3 separate regions of the Mus musculus genome follow, and all the other regions are linked to region 1. Evidence: chromatin contacts called from public HiChIP or PLAC-seq and promoter capture Hi-C data. All regions are on one chromosome and are shown on one strand. The core of a region is the stretch at or near the end of the contact, and the rest is flanking DNA. Distances in the headings are between cores, read along the strand shown.

Region 1 (3,245 bases), core at 437-2,936:
AACAGTGGGAATGGAAACTGTGTGGAATTTGCTATCTCAGTCTGTAGTGTGTACGATGACTAACACACAGAGACAGTCAGTAAATAGTTGTTGAATAAATACATAAGGCTAGAAATTCCAGAATGGCAAGACTTTGAATTATATCTGATTTTTCCGTTAAACTTTATAGCCATTACTTAAAATGTTTTCAATATCTTTTTTACTATCCCAATTGTTATTATTAATAAATTTAGTAATTCCTTCTTATAATTGGAACTAATCAGCTCTCATCCCTTCAGTCTATACAACACATTTAATGTTGCCTTCATAAGTACATTTCTTTACCAAGTATGATTTAAAAACCTTTATTCCCTTCTAAAATGCTGATAACCAAAATATACTCTCAAACTCTTGAACAGTATATCCCAAATTACTGGCCCCAAATATTTTTCTATATGCTTTTACCTTAATGTAAAGAATACATATTCTTTCTCAGTATTTATTTATGAAGAATCTAGAATCCTCTTATCATTTCATGTATAGCTTATAGGGGAGAGATTTTGTATTTTATTTGACCATATGATTCTTTATGACTCTTTATGTTTCTCCTAAAAAATATTTCTTTTCCTACACACTCTTTCCTACAAACCTTCATTAGAGACTGGGTAATTCTGAATAGATGTATCATGTTTTCTTGGTCTTCATTTTTTAGTTCATTTACTTCCACCTAAGGAAACAAACACACAAAAAATGGACTATTTCATACCCTGCACATTAAATACAAGCACTCTTCCAGTTATAGCATTCAATGATTTCAAGAAGCAATTTCAATTCATGACATTGTACATCAGGCTCTGTGTACAAATCATTTATTAAGTACCTTGGATAAAGATATCAATAATTTATCTGCTAACTCTTCTTGCCGTGGCAGGTCATCTGGATCAACTTTGATTAATTCTTTCCACTTTATATTAGGTGGCATCTTGAATTCTTTCACTGTCTCTCAGCCTCTACAAAGAAGCAGGTGGATTTTAGCATTTTCAAGGAAAATGGCCTTGCAGTGTTTACATGATCATGAGCGGTCTTACTTAACTCTCTAGGTGCTGGCTAAGAGCTATGGCTCCTGAACTGCAAAACAGATGCAGAGGCAAACAGCCTCGACGAAAATTAGTTCCCCTGACACAGGCTATACGATAATGTACACGCTAAATTATTATTTTCTTGCTAAGACGAATTCGGAGCTAAAACCCCGAGGCCCCTTTTCCAAGTCCCCTACCATCAATGATGGTACCAACTCCCAAGATGTTTGGAAGTTTTTGAAAACCTTCTGAGGAAAGGGGACCAGAGGATTTTTAAAGTAGATAAAAAGACTGAGCTAAATGAAGTGTTTGCGGAATCAAGCTCAATCAGGGAGGCCGAGACGACACTGCAGACAAGAGCGACAGAGGTCTGGATAGGTAGGGCTGCACCCTGTCCCTCGGGATTACGATCCTGTGAACGACACTAAGCGGCTCCGGCTCACGAGGATCCACCCACCGAAACCAAGACCTGCCACCAGCAGCAGTCACTCATCTACAGCGACCACCTCCGGGTTCGGCCACCGCCCCGGCCTCACGCTTCCCAGAGCGGTCCTCGCGCACTCAGGCTGCTCCCGCCAACTCTTCCCGACCGAGCCGAAGCGGCGCCGGCTGCTAGGCGACACCACTCCCCGCCCCCCAGCCTGCCAAGACCGGAACTAGGCCCCGGGATACCTGGGAAGACTACATTTCACGACCCTGGAAAAAGCTTTACGGCTCTATTTCCCCTCCAAGCCCTCCTTACTGTGGATGAGGGAGAGCCGTGAGATGAGGACTCTACGTCCCAGAGTGCAGTTCGGCGTCGCGGCTGTGCATCCTGGGATTGGAAGTTTTTGGGAAGAGCGGCGCGTTCCCGGCGTGCAATGCGGGAGTCTGCGGCCGCCCTGGAAGAGCTGGGGGAAGGCTCGGGAGGCGGGAGGAGCGGCTGCTAAGGTGCGGCCGCCCCGGAGTCCGAGCGTGGCAGGCTATGACTGTGTTTTCTGCGGAGTCCTTCTCCGGTCCACCATCCCAGAAGCTTTCCTGAACCGTCTCCTGGCGGAGCCGCCCTCAGGTGAGGTCGGGGCGTGTCAACCCACAGCCAGGAGTAGCTCAGGGAACCTTTGCGTTTTTAGGGAAGCGCTAGCTTGGGGCTGCCGAAGGGCTGGCGGATCTTGCAGAGGTTTGGGAAAGAGTCCTCCGGCTACTCAGGTAGGTGCGAGGGGCTCCCAGTTAGTGGCTTCCCTAAGAGGGGAGTCAATAAAAGTTTCCAGCCTCCTTGGTGTCTGGGAAAGTGGAGCGCCCCCACCCCCACCGCACCCCCTGAGTTCACGCTCTGGTTGAGTGAAGAAGGAGCGTCAAGATGGGGCAGCCTCCTGCAGCAGCTTGCGGATTGTAGTGCTTATTAGGTTAATAAGAGTGGAGTGAAGGCCAAGGAAAGAGGAGCCTTAGTGCGCCCAAGGCTCTTAAGCCGGGCTGGAGGGAGGGAGGAGGGCCATGCCAAGCGATGGCATTTTGCTGTCATTTGCTGGGTACCAAGGGAGTTCTTGGGGGAAAGTGCCTTCTCCTTCTCAGATGTTAATCTTCTTACTCAGGGAACTGTTGCCAAATGCACAGCTATTCTACACCAGCAGGTAACTTTAGGAGCTGTAAGCATCTATTTGAAAGAGTGCGTCTCGTATATATGTATGAATGTATGTATGTATGTATACGTGGATAGATATATAAGGTACTTATACATATCATACATAATAGATATTAAGTAATTAAAAGAAAAATGTAGACAGTTACATTTTTCTTTTGAAAAGATTTCTGCGGTTGAGAAAAACAAATAGCACAAAAAAATGGTATTTGAAACAAATTTTAAAGACGTTCTTCAGATTTGTAGGCCTGATTGCAGTGTTTGCTTTATTTCTAAATACTGTTTAGTTTTGGAATTATTCTTTGTGGAGATACAGCAGTATTATCCGCATTGTCCATCTAAGAGATTGAAGCTCGGAGAGGTTAAACGCTGTTTTCTTATTTAATGTGATGAACACAATCATTCATTCTACAAGCTAATGTTTGTGAAATGCGTGATATAGTTGCACTTCCCAGTTTCTCTTTTAAACGTTAATACTAAGCTTTACTTGTGTTTTGCACATTTAATTTTATGGCTTCATTTACTCAAGAGTTTGAATTATTTTTCCTGTTCATTTTGTCAGTAGTACTAAG
Region 2 (3,245 bases), core at 312-2,811, 1.4 Mb after region 1:
AAGCTCAAGAAATGACAGCAGATGGAAACTGGGATCTATTCAAATAAGTAAATTATGCTGGAACTGGAAATACAGACACAAAATGTAGAAGCACTTTTTCTTACTTACTTTCAGAGAAAACCAGCTGCTGAACAACCCAGGTTTTTACCATGTGAACAAGTAAAATTGTCAAAAGGTGGGGGAATGGGGATATACTTAGTAAGTTCTAACATTTTGTCTAAAATGTTGTAAAATAAAATGTTATATATAATAGATGGTGTTAAGGATGCATAATCAGGGCTAGGCAGCGGTGGTGCACGCCTTTAATCCCACACTTGGGAGGCAGAGGCAGGCAGATTTCTGAGTTCAAGGCCAACCTGGTCTACAGAGTGAGTTCCAGGACAACCAGGGTTACTCAGAGAAACCCTGTCTTGAAGAAAAAAAAAAAAAAGGATGTATAATCAACTTCTAGATATTACCAAGGAACACAAAAATAACAGAGTAAATCCAAAATGTCAATAAAGGAGGGAAGAAATGTGGGAGACAAGCAATATTCAGCTGAAAGGAGAGCAGGAAATAAGTGAAATCAACGTAATAAGGAAATAAATACCTTGGCAGGGCGCTCGGCTAATCACAGGACCACTCACTAGCATGTACAGCGTGATCTGAAACTGGCAAGGAGAGATTCCAGCTGTGCACGATGACCCATCCTTACAATCTCAGCACCAGGTAGGCTGAGGCAGGACGAGCGTGAATTTAAGGCCAATCTGGGCACATAGTGAGAACCGTTTCAAAACAAAACAAGATTAAAAAATGCAAAAATTGCAGGTATAACTACTTAGAAATAAAATGACCTTTGGTAGTCCAGTACATAAAATACATTAAATAGATGACCGTTACTACCTTCATTGCATTCACCCAAATTATACATAACGACTTGAGTATCACATAAAAGTGACTCCGGTATAGCTCCAGGAAGAAGTCATGGAACACAAGGGCAATTGATGGCTGTCACTTGCTGATTCACACTATATGAAGGAACTACCCCAACTGTATTCATTCTATTCGAGAGTAGACTGAGGCCCAGAAAGGTTAAGTTGTATGCCTGGGGTCACATGCTTCCTTCTTGTAATGGCTCTGTGTCGTCTGTCTACTCAAACCTGCTGATGGTACTGCATCCCTGAGGGGGGAGTCGACTTCAACAGGAAGAAGGTGCCCAGCAACAGCAAGAGGCAAAGAGCAGTAGCAGCCAGCGTGTCTGCACCCTGGCTACAGGCTTAGCCGACCAGTGGAGCCGATGATTCTGTGTCCTTGGCATGGACACATAAGAGGCTCACTCTCTGAACGAGAAAACTGTTCTTGGAGACTTTCCCAATGAACCCCTCTTGCTTTAGTCCAGGGTTCAGTAAGCAACCTTCTGTACAGTATTCTGACATTGTTGGCAAAGAAGGCCCTAAGGAAGGCCTGCGAAAGGTCTAGAGCCTTTGGCAGCTGGCAGCGCCCGCCATTAGAACTCCGTAAGCTGCTTCCGTTCGGGCTCTGCTCAGTGTTTAAGCACAACTCAGTTCCTGCCGCGCTCTCGCTCCTCAACAGACCGAAATAAGGACCTTAAGCCATAGAGACCTTTTCAGTTCTGCTTTAGGACAATCTCGTCAAGGCTGGGTTCTCAAACAAGATATCCTGAGCAGTCAGGGACTCAATGGCCACCTAGACATTCCTCTTAACATTTCTGTTCTAACGGCAATAAGATGATCCAACATTTAAAAACGGGTATAAAAAGACTGCAAGAGTGCTGGAGAGCAGGCACATGGAAAGTTGCCCTGAGGTGAAATCCATTAACTTTCACCAGATTATTTACCAAGGACTATTCCTCGGGGTGGGGAGGGCCATGCGGTTCCACTAGTCACCCCAAGTAGCATGAAAGCAAGCGGTGTTGAAGGTCCCTCAGAGCCGCAGGTACCAGCAAGCCAAGGTAATCCACCACAGTTGGGTGTGTGAGGAAACACGGTTGGTCTGAGCAGGACTCGGCCAAAGGTTCCAGGAACAGGTGGAGCTGTGTAAATCCTTGGCTAACACGCACACATGATAGATAGGGGGAGTTTCTATTAAAGGCTCACGGAAACAACCTTGTCACAAAGAAACTCTCAAATCCTGCCACCAAAGTTAGCTGAGAGCACAGATCAGCATCTGCCTACACTTGACTTAGCCCACCACATTTCTGGGCAATTATTCTGAGCCCTCCTTAGCCCTAAAGACCGTGGTCCTTGCACTGCAGGGGAACTTTTCAAATGCCCTGTCCAGGTACCCGTGTCACTAGCTTCCTCTGCTCAGTCGGGCTTGGGCTCCAAAGTCAAATTAGTAACTATGACTTCTCCAACCTGGTGTGTGTGTGTGTGTGTGTGTGTGTGTGTGTGTGTGTGTTTTAATGTATTTGCTATTTGTCTCCCTAGGCAGAAGAGGCCCTGCCAGCACAGGGTTGCCCTGTTTCTGCTCCTCTTATACCCACAACAGAATTTGGAACAGCGCCTGGCAAGACAGCGCAGCAAGCTAAAATACTTGTAACTCTTAAGTCTAACAGGGGAGGAGACCTTATGCTAAAAGACTTCCGGGGCACTGGGACAGCAGCAGGCTCCAGCTGTTGCAGAAAGCCCCGCAGAGCAGGATCAGAGGGGAAGGCTTGCAGCAGGTGCAGAGACTCAGGATTCAGCTGTGCTGTGGAGGAGCCCTGCACAGCTGTGCGAAGGCAACTGAATGGTGAAAGGGACAAAGAGTGACAGTTTGTCACAGAAGGAAAACATGAGCCTGGCTAAGGAGCCACCCACGGGTCCAGGCTGGGAAACAGCATGGTTAGATCTGCCTTTTACAGAAGCAGTGACAAGTGCAGAGGTAGGTGTGTGTGTGAGGGAGAGAGAGCATGTGTGAGTGTGCATGCACATGTGTGTGTGTGTATGGTGCATATGTGTGGAGAGGTATTGGAGTGTGTATGCATGTGTGTATGTGTGTATAGCATATGTGTATAGCATATGTGTATATGTGTGCGTATGTGTGTGCGCACGTATACAGAAGATTCTGTGGCACAGAGACCATTGAAAAGATGACCTTATAAGTTCCCATAAGGGCCAACTAAGGCAGTAGGGTTGGATATGGGGACAGACAGGCATTTTCACTGGAAACTGAGTCTCTCCTCCTAGACTCTTCTGCTTCAGCGTCATCTCCCACAGACGCATCTCACATGCACAATCACAAAAGCAAAGAGGAGTACTCCA
Region 3 (3,245 bases), core at 314-2,813, 1.2 Mb after region 1:
CCATCTTCCTTCAGTCTTTCTTTTTTGCTTTCTAGTTTATTTATTTGTCTGTACATGTGTGGTACCATAACATGTATGTGGAAAGTCAACAGACTTACTAAATTATTATAATATTATGAAAGTTGAGCATTTTCCAGATACGTAAAGGCTGCCTGAATTTTCTTTCCTCTGCTGGGACTGTAGCTCAGCTGCAGAGCACTTACCTAGCCCTGTCTGGGTTCAACCAGCAAACAGAAAAACAAACGCAATTTCTTTCTTCTGAGCTACCTACTCCTATTCTTTACCTATTTCTAAGTGGATTTTTAATATTATTTTTATACCTTAATAGGTAACCATAGTGGTATGTTCCTTATAGCCAGCAGATTTAAATACCATGAATCAACCATTAGTTTCACAGAGGAAAAAATAAAGGTAGAGTTATTCAACTATCTTCAAGGACACTTTAAGACATAATCCAATGGCTGGCTTTTCCTTTCTCTTTCCAATATCAAATTGCAATGGAGAGTATCCTTATCCTTTAGATTCTCTGTCGGGTTTATTTGTCTTATTTCAAAGTTCATCGTAAACTATGTCTCAGTTGTAGATTATTCTTTCCAAGAGTACTGAGGGATTTAAGTTCTTAAGTTAAGATCATTAATGTTCCAACCTGAATCACTGGTTCCTCCTTAGTGGGTGTAGGAAAGAGAAAGTGATACTTCAGGTATCCGAGGGCCTTAATTCTCCCCCTCTACCCTCAAGAAAATAAAGATACCATCTCGCCCATTTAGAAGGGAGTGGGGGGGGGGAGGAGTCCCTTTGCTTCCGGGAAGGTTTTAAGTGTCTGTTTACAATCCCTACATATCATCTTTCGTTTGCCAGCTGAAATATACACAAAGTGGAAAGGGAAGATTCCTGAGTGAGAAAGCTTTTAAATACTACATTGGCCAGATTTGTCTGAGGACAGAAGTGGGTGGGGGTCACTACTAGAGAAGCAGCCAGCCTCCTATGCAGCGGTTATACAGAGGGAGGCAAGTGTGTTTGTCAGCACTGCGGCTGGGGCTTCTGTAAGGAGCTCCACTAGGCCAGACTAGCCAGAAACGACTGAAGCAATGAATTATCTGCTAGCATACAAACATATTTGACTTTTCTTCTTTTGGTGACAGACATTAATCCCTGGGCTCCACACATGGTAAATAAACATGTCCTAGGCACTGGGCTTAAACTCAGGCCAATGAGATTAAAGTCCCAGATAAATTAGATGAGAGTCAAATCCTTGACACAGAGACAATTTCCCTGAATCAACTCTGCCTCACCTTAATAAGGATTCTAGATTGATCAACATCCACATCATCAGTAAAAACAAACAAACAAACAAACAAACAAAAACCCCGACTGTTGTCAAGAAGCCAAGTTGAAGGGAGATAGATATAGATGCATATAATTCTATGCAAACATTCTGGAAAATAAAAGCCTTAGGCTACACTGGGAGGTGAACTTCCAAGGCTGTAAAGTACAAGAGAGAGGTGAGGCAGGAATAAAAATGCTGGGTGGGGACATAGAGGACCTGATCCTGTAACTCTGTAAGCAAACACAGTCATGGCTGTGTCAGTCCGGAGAGTTACCTTGACGACCTGTGGAGTTTGGGAAGGAGTAATAGAGAAAGGAAAGAAGAGAATTTTCTTCTTGAACTCTGATCCCTTGATTTAAATGTTAACTTCCCTATACTTTTGGGTTGTTACTCAGCCACTTAAGACAGAGGGTGGAGAAGCAAGATTACAGGTCTCACGGAGGTGCCTGTAGGAGAAGGGAGGGAGGGAGAGAGGGAAGCAGCCATAATGTGTGAGGTATGCAGGCCCATTCTTGCCACACCTGTGTCCTGAAGCCTTCAAGGCTCCTACAACTGCAGGCCAAGCCCCACTCTCTCCTCTGGTCACTTGGGAAACTGCTAAGGCTCAGGGTTTACGGGAAGCTAAGAAAGTTCGAGAAGCACAAACACTGGTCTGTTTTAGTCATGCACTGAAACTATAAAAAAAAAATAATTAAGGGCTGACAATGAGTGTCTTTGTGGGATCAGTCTGAAAGATTCTTCAGCTAGAAAGTCACTACATCATAATGACGATGGGGGTGGAAATTCTACTCTTAGCAGGATTTACGATCGTGATGTACAACTTAGGAAATGTCTTCTACAGCCCTGCTTATTGATTTGTGTGCTGAGTTTATGGAGACTTAATCAGACGATGCTTATTATTTGTCATTAAACGTAGCTGGGCATGAATGTGTACATGTGGAGGCCGAGGGTAGATGTCATGTAGTTTATTCCTCTCCACCTTGTTTTTGAGACTAAGTTTCTCACTGTACTTGAAGCTCATCTATTTGGCAAGACCAGCCAGCCAGCAAGGCCCAGGGGTGCCCCTGTCTCTGCTGATACATTTCTGGGACACAGATGCACTTTGCTATTCCTGTTTTTTGTTTTTTGTTTTTAATGTGGGTGCTTGGACCCACACTGAGAAGTTCACGCATATACAGCAAGCCATCTCCTCGGTCCCTTAAGAGTGTCTTTTAAGCTGTCCATTAGTCAAATAAGTTTTAAACCACAGCACTTGGTTTCCAAGTCACGAATAATAGCTTGTGCTAAGACATATCCCAAACTCTAGAAACGCATTTTATCAAAATACCTATCACCTTAAGGAGAACAGGACAAAAACACTTCTGCATACCTGTGTGCTGTGATATTCGTCTGGAGGCCAGATGGTAATGGCAGAAATAGAGAGAAAGCAGTCAAGACACTCGTTAAATGAGTACATCCATGTAGAAGTAAAATAATTACGGCCTTTTCTCTAGCGTATATGTGAATGGCATCTGGGAATTTAAATGAAAGAAAGAAAGGGCAAAATGAAGCCTTCTGAGACAGGATCTTTCCAACTCTCCGCTGCTGTGAGCTCTCGAAATTTAGTCCAGCTATTCAAACAAAATGACTCCGGTTGCCTGCGTGCGTACATTGGGGAGCTAACTCTAGTGTGCTTTCTGGTCAGTACTTGTGCGCCAGCATGCAGAACTTTTGTCTTCCTGTTCTTTCCACATACAGACCACCACAAGCTCCCGGTGGAACAAAGTGGGATTTTCTGCTTAACCTAGACTTTCCCCTGAAAGCCCAGTCCAGCTTTTCTAGAAGCATCTGCCAGTCCCCTAGAAGGTCAGGGAGCTGGCACGTCAACACATGAGAAATACCCACACACTTACTTCATATCCTGCAGGAGAAAAAAAAA

What was found. Promoter capture Hi-C pulls out the DNA fragments that hold promoters and counts their contacts. HiChIP or PLAC-seq counts read pairs in DNA pulled down with a chosen protein or histone mark.
Region 2: an H3K27ac HiChIP or PLAC-seq map of large pre-B cells shows a contact between it and region 1, with 4 times the contacts expected there. The contact joins the enhancer-like site here to the promoter of Cep290 in region 1. A contact is called at or near these places in 5 of 39 promoter capture datasets (the C10 cell line, cranial neural crest, liver and 1 more), 2 of 115 datasets of contacts at active chromatin or transcription factors (embryonic forebrain and large pre-B cells) and 1 of 9 other capture datasets (adipose tissue).
Region 3: a promoter capture Hi-C map of cranial neural crest shows a contact between it and region 1. The contact joins the enhancer-like site here to the promoter of Cep290 in region 1. A contact is called at or near these places in 6 of 39 promoter capture datasets (the 3T3-L1 cell line, the C10 cell line, cranial neural crest and 3 more) and 2 of 9 other capture datasets (adipose tissue and pancreatic islet).

What each region holds. Positions count from the first base shown.
Region 1 is chr10:100,486,023-100,489,267 of GRCm38.p6, reverse strand. It overlaps Cep290 (centrosomal protein 290), which reads right to left and starts at 1,686. Exons shown (of 54, transcript NM_146009.3): 1 at 1,516-1,686; 2 at 860-989; 3 at 629-706. The coding sequence starts at 961. Tmtc3 (transmembrane and tetratricopeptide repeat containing 3) reads left to right here and starts at 1,921. Exons shown (of 14, transcript NM_001110013.1): 1 at 1,921-2,106.
Region 2 is chr10:99,131,812-99,135,056 of GRCm38.p6, reverse strand. The region is part of intron 4 of Poc1b (POC1 centriolar protein B); the gene reads right to left. Among named protein-coding and RNA genes, the nearest start is that of Galnt4, 25 kb to the right of the region's middle. Within about 2 kb of position 1,561, at least 26 of the 459 cell types and tissues checked have an H3K27ac peak or open chromatin away from gene starts, as enhancers often do.
Region 3 is chr10:99,242,624-99,245,868 of GRCm38.p6, reverse strand. No RefSeq gene overlaps it. Among named protein-coding and RNA genes, the nearest start is that of Gm34777, 11 kb to the right of the region's middle. Within about 2 kb of position 1,563, at least 62 of the 459 cell types and tissues checked have an H3K27ac peak or open chromatin away from gene starts, as enhancers often do.